Linked DNA regions of Sus scrofa: all the other regions are linked to region 1. A link is a contact called in public Hi-C and HiChIP or PLAC-seq data. All regions are on one chromosome and are shown on one strand. The core of a region is the stretch at or near the end of the contact, and the rest is flanking DNA. Distances in the headings are between cores, read along the strand shown. Region 1 has its middle 190 kb from the start of FOXO1. Region 2 has its middle 380 kb from the start of FOXO1. Region 3 has its middle 360 kb from the start of FOXO1. Region 4 has its middle 390 kb from the start of FOXO1.

Region 1 (3,398 bases), core at 736-3,235:
TCAGACAGAGATCAGAGGCAAACTCTAAGGGACGGAGAAGCCGTATACAGAAAAAGGAAGTTAGAGAAGAAAACAGGCTTGTTTTATTGAAGTGGGGAACGGTCCGAGCTGACTCACTGCTTTTCTGAATGAGGATTTTGATCATCCTGGATGAGCTAGAGCAGGACAGGCTCCCTTAATAAAATACCGACAGCCTCCCCCTGAGGGACTGGGAAAAATCACGAGCTGTTTGCGCGATCCTCTCACGCTCCCATTTCCCTTTGCTCAGAGGAAAGGAAAGTCTAAAAAGCACTCCTGCCCCTCATGTAAACATGTCCAAACCTGGGTGCGACATGCAAGAAAAACGGAATACTCTGAAAAATACAGCAAACTAGTGAATATAACAGAAGAGAAGCAGACTCTCAGATACAGAGAAAAACCTGAGGTTACTAGTGGGGGGCAAACGGGAGTGGGGGAGTGGGCGAGGCCAGCTACTGAGTGTAAGACAGTCTCAAGGATGTACTGTATCACACGAGGAATAGAGCCAATATTATGTAATAACTGCTAAATGGAAAGTAATCTTTGAAAATTCTATTGAATTTTTAAAAATTTTTTTAAAAAGAAAAATGAAATTATGTTAACTTCTCCCACTAGAGAAAACCATGAATGTAATCTGTCCAAGACTGAGGAATCTGTGAGACTAGATCTATAAGAAAAGAGAGGGGAAAAAAAGCTACCGCGAGTTCCCACTATGGCGCAGTGGAAATGAATCCAGCTAGTATCCATGAGGACAAAGGTTCAATCCTTGGCCTCGCTCAGTGGGTTGAGGATCCAGCGTTGCTGTGGTGTAGGTCTCAGACAAGGCTTGGATCTGGTGTTGGATCTGGTGTTGGCTGTGGTGTAGGCTGGCAGCTGTAGCTCCAATTCGACCCCTAGCCTAGGAACTTCCATATGCCGCAGGTGTGGCCCTAAAAAAACAAAAATGAAACAAACAAACAAACAAAAAAGGAGAATTCATACCATATGATCCAGCAATCCCATTCCTGGGCATATATCCGGACAAAACTTTCCTTGAAAAAGACACATGCAATAAATTCATTGAGTAATAAAAAGAAAGAAAGAAAGAAAAAGAAAAAGACACATGCACTCTTATGTTCATTGCAGCACTATTCACAATGGCCAAGACATGGAAACAACCCAAATGTCCATTGATTGATGAATGCGTTAAGAAGATGTGATATATACACTTCTATGGAATATACTCAGCCATAAGAAAACAACAAAATAATGCCACTTGCAGCAATATGGACAGAACTGGAGATTCTCATGCTAAGTGAGTAAGTCAGAAAGAGGACAAACACCATATGATACCCTTATATCTGGAATCTAATATATGGCACAAATGAGCCTATCTACAGAAAAGAAACTCATGGACATGGAGAACAGACCTGAGGTTGCCAACGGGGAGAGGGAGGGAGTGAAATGGACTAGAAGTTTGGGGTTAGTAGATAGGAACTATTTCATCTGGAGTGGATAAGCAATGCGCTCCTGTGGTATAGCACTGGGAAACTGTATCTAGTCACTTGTGATGGAACGTGATGGAGCATAATGTGAGAAAAAGAATGTATCTATAAGTATGACGGGGTCACTTTGCTGTATGGCAGAAATAGACAGAACATTGTAAACCAACTATAATTTAAAAATATTTAAAAGCAAACACCAAACAAAAAAGGAGAGTTCATAAATTAAAGAGGTCTGTGAGCCATAGCTAAAAACAGGAACCAACAGGTCTCATAGGGAAAAAGGGTTTCGCTAGAAAGTACGTGCTACAAATTACAGATGGCGTGATTCACGTGGACGAGATTAACCTTTGGTATCAAGTTGACTGAAGTTTCAGATGGCACTGGCCACTGGCCATTCATGCCATCGAGTACTCGGAGTGTGCCAGCACTCACAGGCTCCAGAGGTCAGACTGGGGCAGGACGGAGCTGGAAGCCCGCCAAGGCTTACCAAAGGGTTGGCAAGCAATTCAATGTGACAATCAGAGCTTCCCCTTTGAGTTTCCTGCTCCCCAGGCCTAGATACGTTTCCTTCATGGACAAAGAGTGCTAACCATCCAATCGACACTGCCATGTTTTCTCCATTGCAGGTAACGGCTTTAACCCATCCAAACGCTTTTTCAAAATTTGCATGGTTTCATGGCTTCTTTTCCTTCCTAAGGGATTTATAGCAGGGGGAAAACAGTATGGTCATGACTGTTCACATGCAGATGCCTTTTGAAATGACTGAGTGTTCCATCAGCCCGAGAGAGGCATTTCCAGACTCAAACTGAGTAACAGGTGATCGAGGCTGGCTATGGAGAATCACATCTACTGGACGCACGTAGAGTGGACCCTGTTGTGTATGCAAACAGGGACACCGTCCTCTAAATCTTGCCTTTATATGATGATTTCTGATAAAGAAAAAATTATCTGACATGACGAATACTTGCTCACAAAAAATAAATTTCCCATCACTTTCATTAAATAGATAACTAAAGCAAAACTTTCAAATAAGCATATCAGCTAGATCCTAAGTTGATCTCAAAGAAGACTATGGCAGGACAGGTCCAGATGCATCTCAAGTTCAACTGAAGGATGAGTGACTCCCCACTCGCATGTTCAGGATCTTCTCGGCTCGATGAGATTTCTAATCCACTCTCACTTCTGGCATTAAGTCTGGAATTTACTTCAGTTGATTTAAAGTACTTGTGAACAGGAATTTCATCTGAAATGTCATCACCCTAGAGCAACGGGCCAGGCTGAAAAGGTGTCCTGAACTGGGCGGCTGGGCAGGACAGGTCAATGAGATCTGCCAGGTGGCCCATCACTCAGCACGACCACTTCATGAGCGTAACAGGATCAGCCCTGGCCACTTGCTAGGGCAGCAGCCCAGGATTACCCCCAAGCAAGTCCACACTGACTCTGATAAGGACAGACAAGTGAAAAAGGATGGGTTATAAATAAGTTAAAGAAGAACATGTGCGGGACACTATTCCATCAGCACCTCTACTCGGTTCACAAAGCCCAGGAGCAGGAATTCATTGGTGTAACTCACATCATGGTAAGAATAAAATCCCCAAACGGCAAAGCCCCAGCTGAGAGGCATCTGGTTACCAAGGGGGCAGTTTATAACTCTGGCTGATGTGCAGTCAGGGGACCAATTAACAATGGGAAAGAGGAAAGAACGATAGAGAAGAGAGCCGGATAAAGATGAGAACCCCGTGGAAGAAAGGTTTGCTCGTCATCTTTAACCCAGGGGCTGTCTCTCCCTGCGGCATGAAACAGCAGGCCTAGACCTCCCCTCTCGTTACGGCCGTCACAGGCACTGCACGGACAATTCACAGGGTGCATACACACCCAACTGGACCTCATGACTTA
Region 2 (3,232 bases), core at 430-2,929, 190 kb before region 1:
CATCTGCTGTGTGCAGTTGCAGAAGGCGAGTTGGAGGGAAGAGAAGACACGGGTGAGCCGAGTGAAAGCTGAGAGCCAGGGCAGGGCTTGCCCTCTGGGATCGGGCTGGGCGTCCACCATCTACGTGGCGCCGCCATCTGCACACGGCTTTTCACCCTTTCAAACTGCTGTTGCCTATTTTATTTTGTTTCATCTTCACAATAATCCTAGAAAAAGAGCAGGCCATACCATTAACCCTTGACAGGGATATGCATTTGACAGGGAAGACAGCAGGCGGGGAAGCGCATGCCCTACCCCAGGACACCTTGAGGCCGGTGTCGACAAGGGCTTGGACTGAATATTCCTCAGGCGTCTCAAGTGCAAACTGTCCAACACTCAAGTCATCATTTTCCCCTCCTGAACTTCACAGACTCCTGGATCTCAAAACAAAGACGGAGAGAAATACTTTCAACAAATATTTGACAAGAGATTTATATCCAAAGCATCTAAAGAACGTCTGCAGCTCGATAATAAAAAGAAAACCAGCCACATAAAGTGGGGAAAAGAAGTTGAAAACACACTTCTCTAAAAGAAGATCTACAAATGGAATCGTTTCTCCCAACATGGACTCTGCCAATTGGTAGTTGCTGAAGGTGCCAGGCAAGAAATTTAAACTTTGTCCAAAAGCCACTGAATGATTTAAGCAGAGATTGATGTGCTCAGCCTTTAATTTTAGGAAGATCGCTTTGAATGTTAGTATATGTTCTGTTAAGAGAAAGAAAGTGAGAAAGAGAGGAAAAGAGAGAGGGAGGGAGAGAGAAAGAAAGACAGAGAGAGGAAGGGAGGGAGGGAGGGAGGAGGAAGGAAGAAGGGATCCCAAGGTCGAAGATGGTTGGGAAACCTAAATCGATCCTTCAGGGATCTTTGCCACGAAGTTTCTCACAATGACACCTTGTGGGTGGACTCTAAGAGAAGTAGAGGTAAGACGTGCAGTGGATCAAGGAACCGGCTGTTTCGAGAATTTTACAGAGGCACTTCCCAGAGAACATGCTAAAGACTTCCCAACACATCCCTGCGCTCCAAGTTCGAAAAGCCACCTGTGCTTTCAGGCAGGGAAGCATCGGCCATCCGAGCTTTCGCAAGAGGTACCCCCGCTGGATCCGGTGCCCTCCAGCTCCGCCCCTACCAATCAGCTACTCATGCCACTCCCGCCTCAGAACAGGTCAGACTCCCCAGACCTTGGGCTTCCCCTGGAAGCTCTCCAGGTCGGAGCTCCGCCCCCTCACCCTCCTCCTCACGCGCTTCCAGCCACGGCACCTGCCGGCCCGCATGGCAGTGCTGCTGTGTCTGCCCACCTCCTGGGCCACCTGAGGTCAGGGCTGTGCCATTCAATTCTGGGGTCCTGCTCACCTCTGTATCCCATACACTGCGTGCAGTTAAACCTATTCATTCTACTCATTTTTCAGCCCCAGCCAAAACCACCACCTCCTGGGAGTCTTCCTCGACCTCATTCCACAAAGTTGCCCTCTTTTGTCATAGGCTTTCCCACTTCCCTTTACTTTCCCTCACCACGCTGCTCATCTCTTTAATTACTTCACTGTCTGATTATCTGGCTGTGACGCTCGCCACAGGGTAGAGATCACGTCTGTCGAATTCCCGGTGTTAGAACGGGGACTGGCACAGAGCTGATGTTCCATAAATATTCGATGAGCACATGAATGGATGAGAAAGTGTCCCTAGACAGTAATCCCTGGCTGGGACAGAACAGGTGGAGGGACGTTTGGTCATTCAAAGGGCACATGTGCTGGTCGCATACCATTCGATAAAGGGTGACAAAACCAGCTCGGCCAAGACACGCGCATCTGGAGAGGAGGGGAGCAAGAGGCCGTGTGGTGACATAAAGAGCTTCTCTCCTTCCATCTCCTGCCCCTGATGCTGGTCCAGCACAAGCAGGTGGGGGAAAGAACACGATGCTCTGAGGTGGCCGGTAGGGAGCAAGGCTGACTCAGAGATCAAGTTCAGGCGGCATGTTTGTCCCTGGTTCCCCAGTGGTATTTAAGTATCATTATTAATTCATAACAGGAGTTCTCTTTTAAAATAATGTAGCCCTAAAAGTAATGTTTAAAATGTGCAAAATGGAATCTAGACATTATACACCAGGTTCTGTTTCTTCCCCTGAGCACCTCATCAATGCAAGTCAATTTGAAGCTGATTTTTTTTTAATACAAATTCATTGCCCACTTGCAAAACAGCCCATGGAAATAGAATAATTTGCAATTCCTTGCACTTTCTTAATAGCACTCTAAACTCCCTCCCTGTAGCTCCTTTTATCAGAGAATCTTTATCTTAAACCACTTTATATGCAGTCATTAATTTTCACAGCACTCTTGCTAAGAAGATTCTATTACTTCCATTAAACCATAGAGTAAACTGAGAAGTCAAATTAAGTGATTTGCCTGCTCAGGAAATTAGTGGCCTAACTAGGTTTAAACATAGCATCTCCGATTTCTAAGACCTCACACCCAATTGCCACGCTGAGTATTTCCTGGCTCTGCGCAGTAGGTAAGAGCCTGGGCTTCAAGTGGGTGAAACCTGGGCTCAAATCTTAGCTCCACAATTTCCTTGACAAGTTATTCAACCTTATTAAGTGCCTGTAAATTGGGGATAATAAAAACACCTGTTTCATAAAGTCGCTTTGAGGATTAACAAATGAAGAATTATTTTATGATTATGCACACCTGGAAGGGTATATCCCTTAGCCAGCCCCCTCCCATAATCTTTTCCTTATCACATCAGAAAATGAGCAAGCCAAACCTGCAGCTGTGCTATACAATCACACAGTTGCAGATAAAGTCTGCAATGGGGCTATTAGGATACCTGAGCACATTCCTGGAGACTTGCTACATCAATGATTCTCTGATTATTCATTCATGCATGCATGCATGTATCCATCTATCCACTCATCTATCCATCTGTCCGTCTGTCACCTCACCCAGGTATCTATCCATCCGTCCTTCCAACCACCCATCCGTCCTCTCATTCACTTATCTAACTACCCATCCATCCATCCACACATTCATCCTTTCATTCATTCACTCATCCATCCATCTGTCCACGCAACCATCCATCCCTTCACGTTTAGTGCACACAGAAGCGCCTACCATGTGTAAGGTCTGTGCTGCTGTGGAATATACTGAGATGACCAAGACATGGTCTCTGCCCTCGTAGCTACAAATCCAGACACTTACCAAAA
Region 3 (3,401 bases), core at 887-3,386, 170 kb before region 1:
GGGTAAGCCCTCCTCCCCCGGGGCCTCGGGTCCTCCATGATGCTTTGTGCCTTATGCCTGGGGCCCTTTTAAAGTTAAAAGGACATTTTAACTCCTTTTCCCGGGCCTAGGATCCAGGGCAGAAGAAGGGAACAAAATACAGCAACCTGTTGGTACAGTTTCCACAGAGAGGGACTGGTGTCCTCAGAAATGCTTATAAAAGGAGGATTCAGGGGTGCAGCCTCTGGGCAGAAGGAACAGGGTCGGGTTCCCTGCGAACTGAATATAAATAGAGCCTGGTGGGGGCGAAGCATATCCAGGCCCACTCCTTACAGACAAGGCTCTCTGACTCACACGGGAGGGAAGGAATCTCAGAAACCGTCTATTCCAAGGGCTCTCCAACCCGCCGCCCAGGAGAACCACCGGGGGCGTGTTCCAAAGCAAATCGCTGTCTCGGTCTCAGCCCAGATGCAGGGGGTTTCTCCTTAGCTCCCTGGCTTATGCGCTTCTGGAACTTGGGGACCCCCGAGTGTGGCAGAGCTGAAACTGAAACCCAGCGGCCTCCTCCAGGGCACCCCAACCTCAACTGTGCGCAGAAATCACCAGAGGACAATCCTGAAGCTCTGTGACAGTCCTGCAGTTCTGCAGCTCTCCAAGGCTCCCAGGAGAGGCCGGTCCTCAGACCACACTCTGAAACACCAGGCCTAGCATCTAGTCCTGCAAAGAGATGAATCGCATGCCAATGAACCTCTGGTCTTTCCAAGGTCAAGTCTAGAGAGCCGTTATGGTAGAGGGGTTGGACGGGAGTGACCCAGGTTTTTCATCCTGACTCTCAAAATTAATTGCTGTGTAATCTCGAGCAAGTCACTTAACTTCTCTGATCTTTCATTTCTTTAAAATGGAGAGGAAACTAACTCCTATTTTACAAAGTCACTGGCCTGATCAGAGGAGACATGTGAAATTGTTCTAGAAACTCTAAAGCCCCATAAAGTCTAAGAGTTTATTATTGTAAGATCGGCCTTTGAAAGACACCAACATTAGCCCAAAAAATGTTGGTCATTTTTATGTGCACGCACATTTTTACAGTCCTTTATTTCTCTCCATAGACTTACATGAACACGGGTACATGTGCAATAGCTGACCTTCATTTCCAAAGGGTTTTAACTCGTGTGTGTGTGTGTGTGTGTGTGTGTGTGTGTGTGTGTGTGTGTGTTCTTGTCCCATTGCCTAGGGGGAAAGAATTGCAAGGAAGTTCTCTTTAACTGGGAGGATTCAGGAATGCAGAGCAAATGTTCAGAGGCAGCAGCCAAATTGGTAGCTTTTGGTGCTCCTTTCCATTGCATAGCACACCCTTAGCCAAATCAAAATGGAACCACAGCCTGGCCCACTCATCTCAACGTTCCCGTGGCCACATGTTCCCACTGCGGGGAGCACGGCGGCCAGGTCTCGTGTGTAGCCTGGGCAGGAGACCCTCCCGCAGGACCCTCGCCCCCCTGAGGTCTGAGCCCCCGGTTCCCGCTGACATGTTGGGCCAGCACCAGTCCTGCCCTGCGTGGATGTTCGCTCCCCAAAGAAATGGAACCCTGGCAAGTTCTTCACCCGCATTCTGGAAGCGGCTTCCCGAGGTTGCGCAAACACATTTGGCACAGGCTTCCGGGACCAAGAAGTTCTCTGGGTTGAATCGCAGAAACAAAATGTACTTGTCCTACTTCCGAGATCGTGTCTGCGGACTTGGCTCCCTTAGCCGAGGAACTGCCTCCTGGCTGACGTCACCCTGCCACCCGCCCCGGGAGGCAGCCCTCTCTGGGTTCAGCAGTTCAGGACCAGAAGTGAGAGAAGATGGGAGACCAGCAAAGGGAGTCGCCCTGGCTTGGCCGGGACGGGACGACGTGGGGAGAAATACACCACTTCTTACAACTAAAGAATCTTAAAATAGGAACGTGTTGGCACAGCCTGTGAGGAGGGGCCGTTGGGCTGAAAAACCCTCGGACGAGGGTCACTAGTGGCGATGTCACCCCACGCGTGAGGGGGGTTCTGGAGCGCCAGGCGCGGCCACACACGCCGCCTGGAAGCTCCGGTCCCCAGGGGCCCAGGAGGATATTTGACACCCAAACCGTAGGGATGAAATAATTCCTATGGAGAGCTCGTGCCTGGCCTTCTTGTCACGTTGCGTAATATCTCAGACATCCAGTGACTACATCTTCCCAGCCAAACCGAGGCGGGTCCTGCTGGCCCCGAGCACATTTCTCAACCTCAGGTTCTATCTCAGCACACAAAGTACCCAGGCTGCTCCAAGCATCTCCAAGGGCCATTCTGGAAAGCATTTTCTTTTCTTTAAAAGATCATCTTTCCCACACTCCTATTTTTCACCCATAAAACCTGGGATGTTTATTATCAGGCCAGACATCCCTGCTGTCTCAGACCCCATTGCCCCACGGAGGCTTTGTGCTCAGAATAAAATGAATGAGTTCTGAAAACTGTAAAATGTGCAGCACAGTGCTTGGTACGTAAGAGTTCAGTAACGTGGACTGTTGTTACTATTATTCATATCACACGGATGCACGAGTCCTCCTCCTTGGCCCCATGGTATTAATATCTGAAGATAGCAGCACATCACGTGCGGGAGATGGGGTGGGGAGGGGGACTGGCCTCAAGAACACGCAGCAGTAAATAGGCAGGGACTGAGGCTTTACGGTCCAAGGAAACACAGCCCTTCTTGATGTCCAAGGTGATGTACGGTTCAGATCCCAACTGAATTACGTGGTATGAAGGTCCCCCTCCTCCTTCCCTTCAAATATATGAGGTCTCTGGGTGCTCAAGTGTGATACACAGCCGTCGAGAGTGAAACCTTTGGCTCATCATCTTCGCAGACAAGGCTGAATAGGTCAGGAGGGTTTCCCACCCAAGTGCTCAAGTCAGACCCCCGGCTACAGCCCAAGAAAAAATAGTGGGGATTAGAAAATCCATCCTCCTCCCCTCCCCAAACCTCCTCCTGCTTCCAGTACCTACTACGGACCATCGTTTCTTGGTTACCGTGACTCCAAACTTCATTTTTTCATGCCTCCCCTTTGTTTTGCAGTCTGTATTATAAAAGAAAGAGCTCTCTTCTCCATATCCCCACTCCCTCCCCAGTTCAAGCCCTCGTGACAGGAATGTGACCTCAATGACTCCCCTGAACTCTTTGCTTCTGGAAGCATGACCCGCAGACCAGCAGCTGTGGCCCCACCCGGGAGCAGAATTCTGGGTCTTACCCTTGATCTACGGAGCCGAATCTGCACCTTAGGGATCCCCAGGTGATCTGTGTGCCCGTGGAAGCTGAGACGCGCGGGGCTGCCTGAGCCCTCCTTCCTGGGCTCCGACGGTTCTCCTGGAGCCCCGATGGCCGGATTACCTGGCTGGAGGCCATTTCCAGGCACGGCCAA
Region 4 (3,141 bases), core at 95-2,594, 210 kb before region 1:
TTAAGGGTGAGAATTGACTCTCAAAGATGGATTGGAATTCTGCAGAAGTTCATAGAGGTTTCTGGAATCTATTTTACTTCCTAACCATTGCCAAAGTCAGAGACTACACTTGGGATGGACCGGTCACTAGAACCGTTAAAAGTACCTTCCACACTTTTATGAAGAAAAGGTCCCACATTTCCTGGTGTCCACCCCAAAGCAGCCGCCTAGCCTGGCGCCTTGCTGGATGACTTCTCTCCCCGGTTCCACAGCAGGAAGGCAGAACCAGGGAGCCGCAGCCAGGCGAGAAACAGCACCCAGGTTTCTGGGCTCCAGGGTCCATGCCGTAACTATGAGTCAGCCTGTCAACAGCCCTGACAAGGTACACACCAGGCCCTGCTGGGTCCAGGGAGAGTGACACCCTGTCCCAGCAGGGCCTGACTGACCCCTGCACCGCCGCCTTGGGGGTGGGCGGGGAGGTGAGCACTTCGCCCAGAGACCCATGTGTGCGCATCAGCTCTGCGGGCGCTGCAGGCCCAGGTCCCCCGAGGAAACCTGGGCTGGCTCTGGCTTTCCTCCCCAAGGCCCTCTGGTCCCAGGGCAAGAAAAATGAGCATGGCCTTCCAAGCAGGCCTGGTTTCCCAAGCGCACCCCCCCAGGCTCAGAGCCCAGGTGCAGGCCTGCAGGAGACACGGTCCTGAGCCACTGGCTCAGCCAGGCCACACGGAAGCCCCCACGGTGAACACGATAACGCCGGTGGCAAGAACACCACCAAGGCTGATTTTACCTTCCTTTTCAGTGTCAAAGTCGAGTTTTCAGAGTCTTATTGTCTAAGAAGGAGTGTGCAAAGACTTTCGCGCCCTATTATGGCATTGTGTTATGATAATGGAATGCTCGCCCCGCCCAGTCTGGCTGACCGGCCCCCAGACCTTGCCAACAATTATGCAGTTGCTCAGCGTGTGAGTGTCGCCTGGGGACAGCTTCCTGAGCCTGAGTGAAAGAGGCAGTGAAAGCCTCGAGCTGGAAAGCAGGGCCCGGCAGGCCAGCCCGGCGCCCCTTCTCCTCCCGCACAGACCCCAGGGCGCACCTCTCACCGGGCAGCCTCGCTCCTCTCTCCAGGAGCTCCGGGCCCTGCCCTGGGTCTCACAGTCCAGCAACTGCGGCTGCACCAACCGCTCGTTGTCTTTGATGTAACACACAATGGGTTCCAGAAAAGGAAGACACGATGCTCTTTAACCCGCTCGCTGCGTTCTGTTGGGAAAAGCTGAGTGCAGGGCAAGGGCTGCCCTTGACGAGGCAGAGCGGGGTGCCTGCTTCTGAGCGCTTCACTTTGCTTGGCAACCCGCGCTCGCTGCCCCTGAGCAGAACCATGTGCCCAGGACTCTCCCGGATTGGCCAATGCAGACAGAGGCTGGGAACCACCGACCGACCGACCGACGGAGGGAAAATGAGCTTTGTTTTTAAGCCCTCAAGCATCTGAAGAATTCTCAGGGAGGAAGTGGTGACAGGTTCTTTTCCATCACCACCGGAGCTGAGCACCAGGCGATGAAGAGCAGCTGCAGCAGGAGGGACCCGGGTTAGACGTGAGGCGAGTTTTCCAGACGGAGGAATGCTGGGCCCTGGCGTGTGTCACTGAGAGAGGATGCTGGAACATTGCTGAAGAGTGACTGTGCCTGGCCCGTTCCGTGGGGTGAGGAACAGAACCCTGGATTCTAGGGACCCCGAGGCTGGGGAGGTGGTGTTCACAGCGTTTTGTCTGGGTTGGGAATTCCTAGTTGTTAGGCTGCGGTCACCACGTCTCTTCCTCAGAATCACGCCGTGTGCAGGGAGAGCGGGGCCTTTCCGGCCCTGCGGACCCGTTCCGGGGGCTCCAGCCTCTGTCTAATCTGTGCTGCGGAAACGGCTGCCTGGGTCACCCCTTCCTTCCTGCTCTCGGCCGGAACCAGATTCCGAGGCAGAACAATGGCCACGGGGGCGCGTCTGGGGGAGCTGCTCGTCTTTTCCTTTTTCTTCACGGAAGTCCTTCACCTACGTGTGTGTGTTCAGGCGCCAGGCCCAGCCTCCTCCACAGGAGGGTGATGTCGGCAGCCTCGGGAGGCTTTGGAGCCTGGGAGGCCTCCGGCTCGGGAGGAAGCAGTCGTGGTCTCCTGGCTGAGGCGCTCCGTGTGCACAGGGTGGGCTCCGTGTGCACAGCGTGGGCTCCGTGTGCACAGGGTGGGCTCCGTGTGCACAGGGTGGGCTCCGTGTGCACAGCGTGGGCCAGGCAAGGTCCTGGGGCGGACGTCAGGACAGGCTGCCCTGCCCAATGTCTCCAAACCAAGTTGCGGGCCCGCGGCCGCCCATTTTCTGAGGTACTTCATTTCCGGGGCACCAGCCGAACAGTAGCCAGTCACCCTTGCTCTGTCTACACTGAAGCAGCATCAAAAGAAGTCACATCAGACTTCCTTGATGGTACCTCAGGCCTGAACCTCCCACTCACGTCTGTCCTGCCAGGAATTTGTGCGAAAGCCTGGCACCAAGCGTGCTTGGTGTTTCAGCCACGGACGCCCGCAGCCCAGCCCTGGCACGATCCCCTCCCCTGAACGTGAACACGCAAACCCTCCCAGCCACCTCCCAACCTCTTCCCGCGAAACCTCCCTCCTTTCTTCCGCATCAGCTCTACCACCGCATCGGCACCTGCGCGGATGTAGACAAACTGACCGAACGTTGCTCGCAAACACCCCTTCCCCTTCTGGGTGACGTGCTAGAGCAAAGCTGTGAAATTCACCAATAGCGAAGTTATTGCAATAAATGTACAACATTTGTTTTCATACATATGTCTGCATGGCTTTTGTCAATGACACACTGACCCAGTGTCCTATATAGGAAAGGAAAGAGATTAAAACCGTTATCCAAATTAGTAACTGCTGGTGTTGAATTAGGTCACTCTACACAGAGTACAAAGCAAAGGTATGTCCGTTTAATCCTGAAAATACTCACACTTAACATTTAAGATCATGTTTTGGGATGTGCCATCTCAGCGATGCCACAGAGTCACAGCTTCCCTGAGGCTCAGGTGTCCATCCCACCTCTTACCTCACATAGAACCTCTCGAAGGACAATACGGTACCTACAGGTCAAGAGAAAGGATGGCAAAGGCATTCCTGGCTTATTCTCATGCCC

The links. A called contact is a pair of places that touch in the nucleus more often than the background predicts. HiChIP or PLAC-seq counts read pairs in DNA pulled down with a chosen protein or histone mark.
Region 2: an H3K27ac HiChIP or PLAC-seq map of skeletal muscle shows a contact between it and region 1. The contact joins two enhancer-like sites. A contact is called at or near these places in 2 of 2 datasets of contacts at active chromatin or transcription factors (alveolar macrophages and skeletal muscle).
Region 3: a Hi-C map of skeletal muscle shows a contact between it and region 1, with 6 times the contacts expected there. The contact joins two enhancer-like sites. A contact is called at or near these places in 3 of 47 Hi-C or Micro-C datasets (retroperitoneal adipose tissue and skeletal muscle) and 1 of 2 datasets of contacts at active chromatin or transcription factors (skeletal muscle).
Region 4: an H3K27ac HiChIP or PLAC-seq map of skeletal muscle shows a contact between it and region 1. The contact joins two enhancer-like sites. A contact is called at or near these places in 2 of 2 datasets of contacts at active chromatin or transcription factors (alveolar macrophages and skeletal muscle).

The regions. Positions count from the first base shown.
Region 1 is chr11:15,218,641-15,222,038 of Sscrofa11.1, forward strand. No RefSeq gene overlaps it. Among named protein-coding and RNA genes, the nearest start is that of FOXO1, 190 kb to the right of the region's middle. Within about 2 kb of position 1,986, at least 7 of the 83 cell types and tissues checked have an H3K27ac peak or open chromatin away from gene starts, as enhancers often do. A contact at or near this core is called in alveolar macrophages and skeletal muscle, where this site is marked.
Region 2 is chr11:15,031,187-15,034,418 of Sscrofa11.1, forward strand. No RefSeq gene overlaps it. Among named protein-coding and RNA genes, the nearest start is that of FOXO1, 380 kb to the right of the region's middle. Within about 2 kb of position 1,680, at least 2 of the 83 cell types and tissues checked have an H3K27ac peak or open chromatin away from gene starts, as enhancers often do. A contact at or near this core is called in skeletal muscle, where this site is marked.
Region 3 is chr11:15,051,160-15,054,560 of Sscrofa11.1, forward strand. No RefSeq gene overlaps it. Among named protein-coding and RNA genes, the nearest start is that of FOXO1, 360 kb to the right of the region's middle. Within about 2 kb of position 2,137, at least 28 of the 83 cell types and tissues checked have an H3K27ac peak or open chromatin away from gene starts, as enhancers often do. A contact at or near this core is called in skeletal muscle, where this site is marked.
Region 4 is chr11:15,014,172-15,017,312 of Sscrofa11.1, forward strand. No RefSeq gene overlaps it. Among named protein-coding and RNA genes, the nearest start is that of FOXO1, 390 kb to the right of the region's middle. Within about 2 kb of position 1,345, at least 52 of the 83 cell types and tissues checked have an H3K27ac peak or open chromatin away from gene starts, as enhancers often do. A contact at or near this core is called in alveolar macrophages and skeletal muscle, where this site is marked.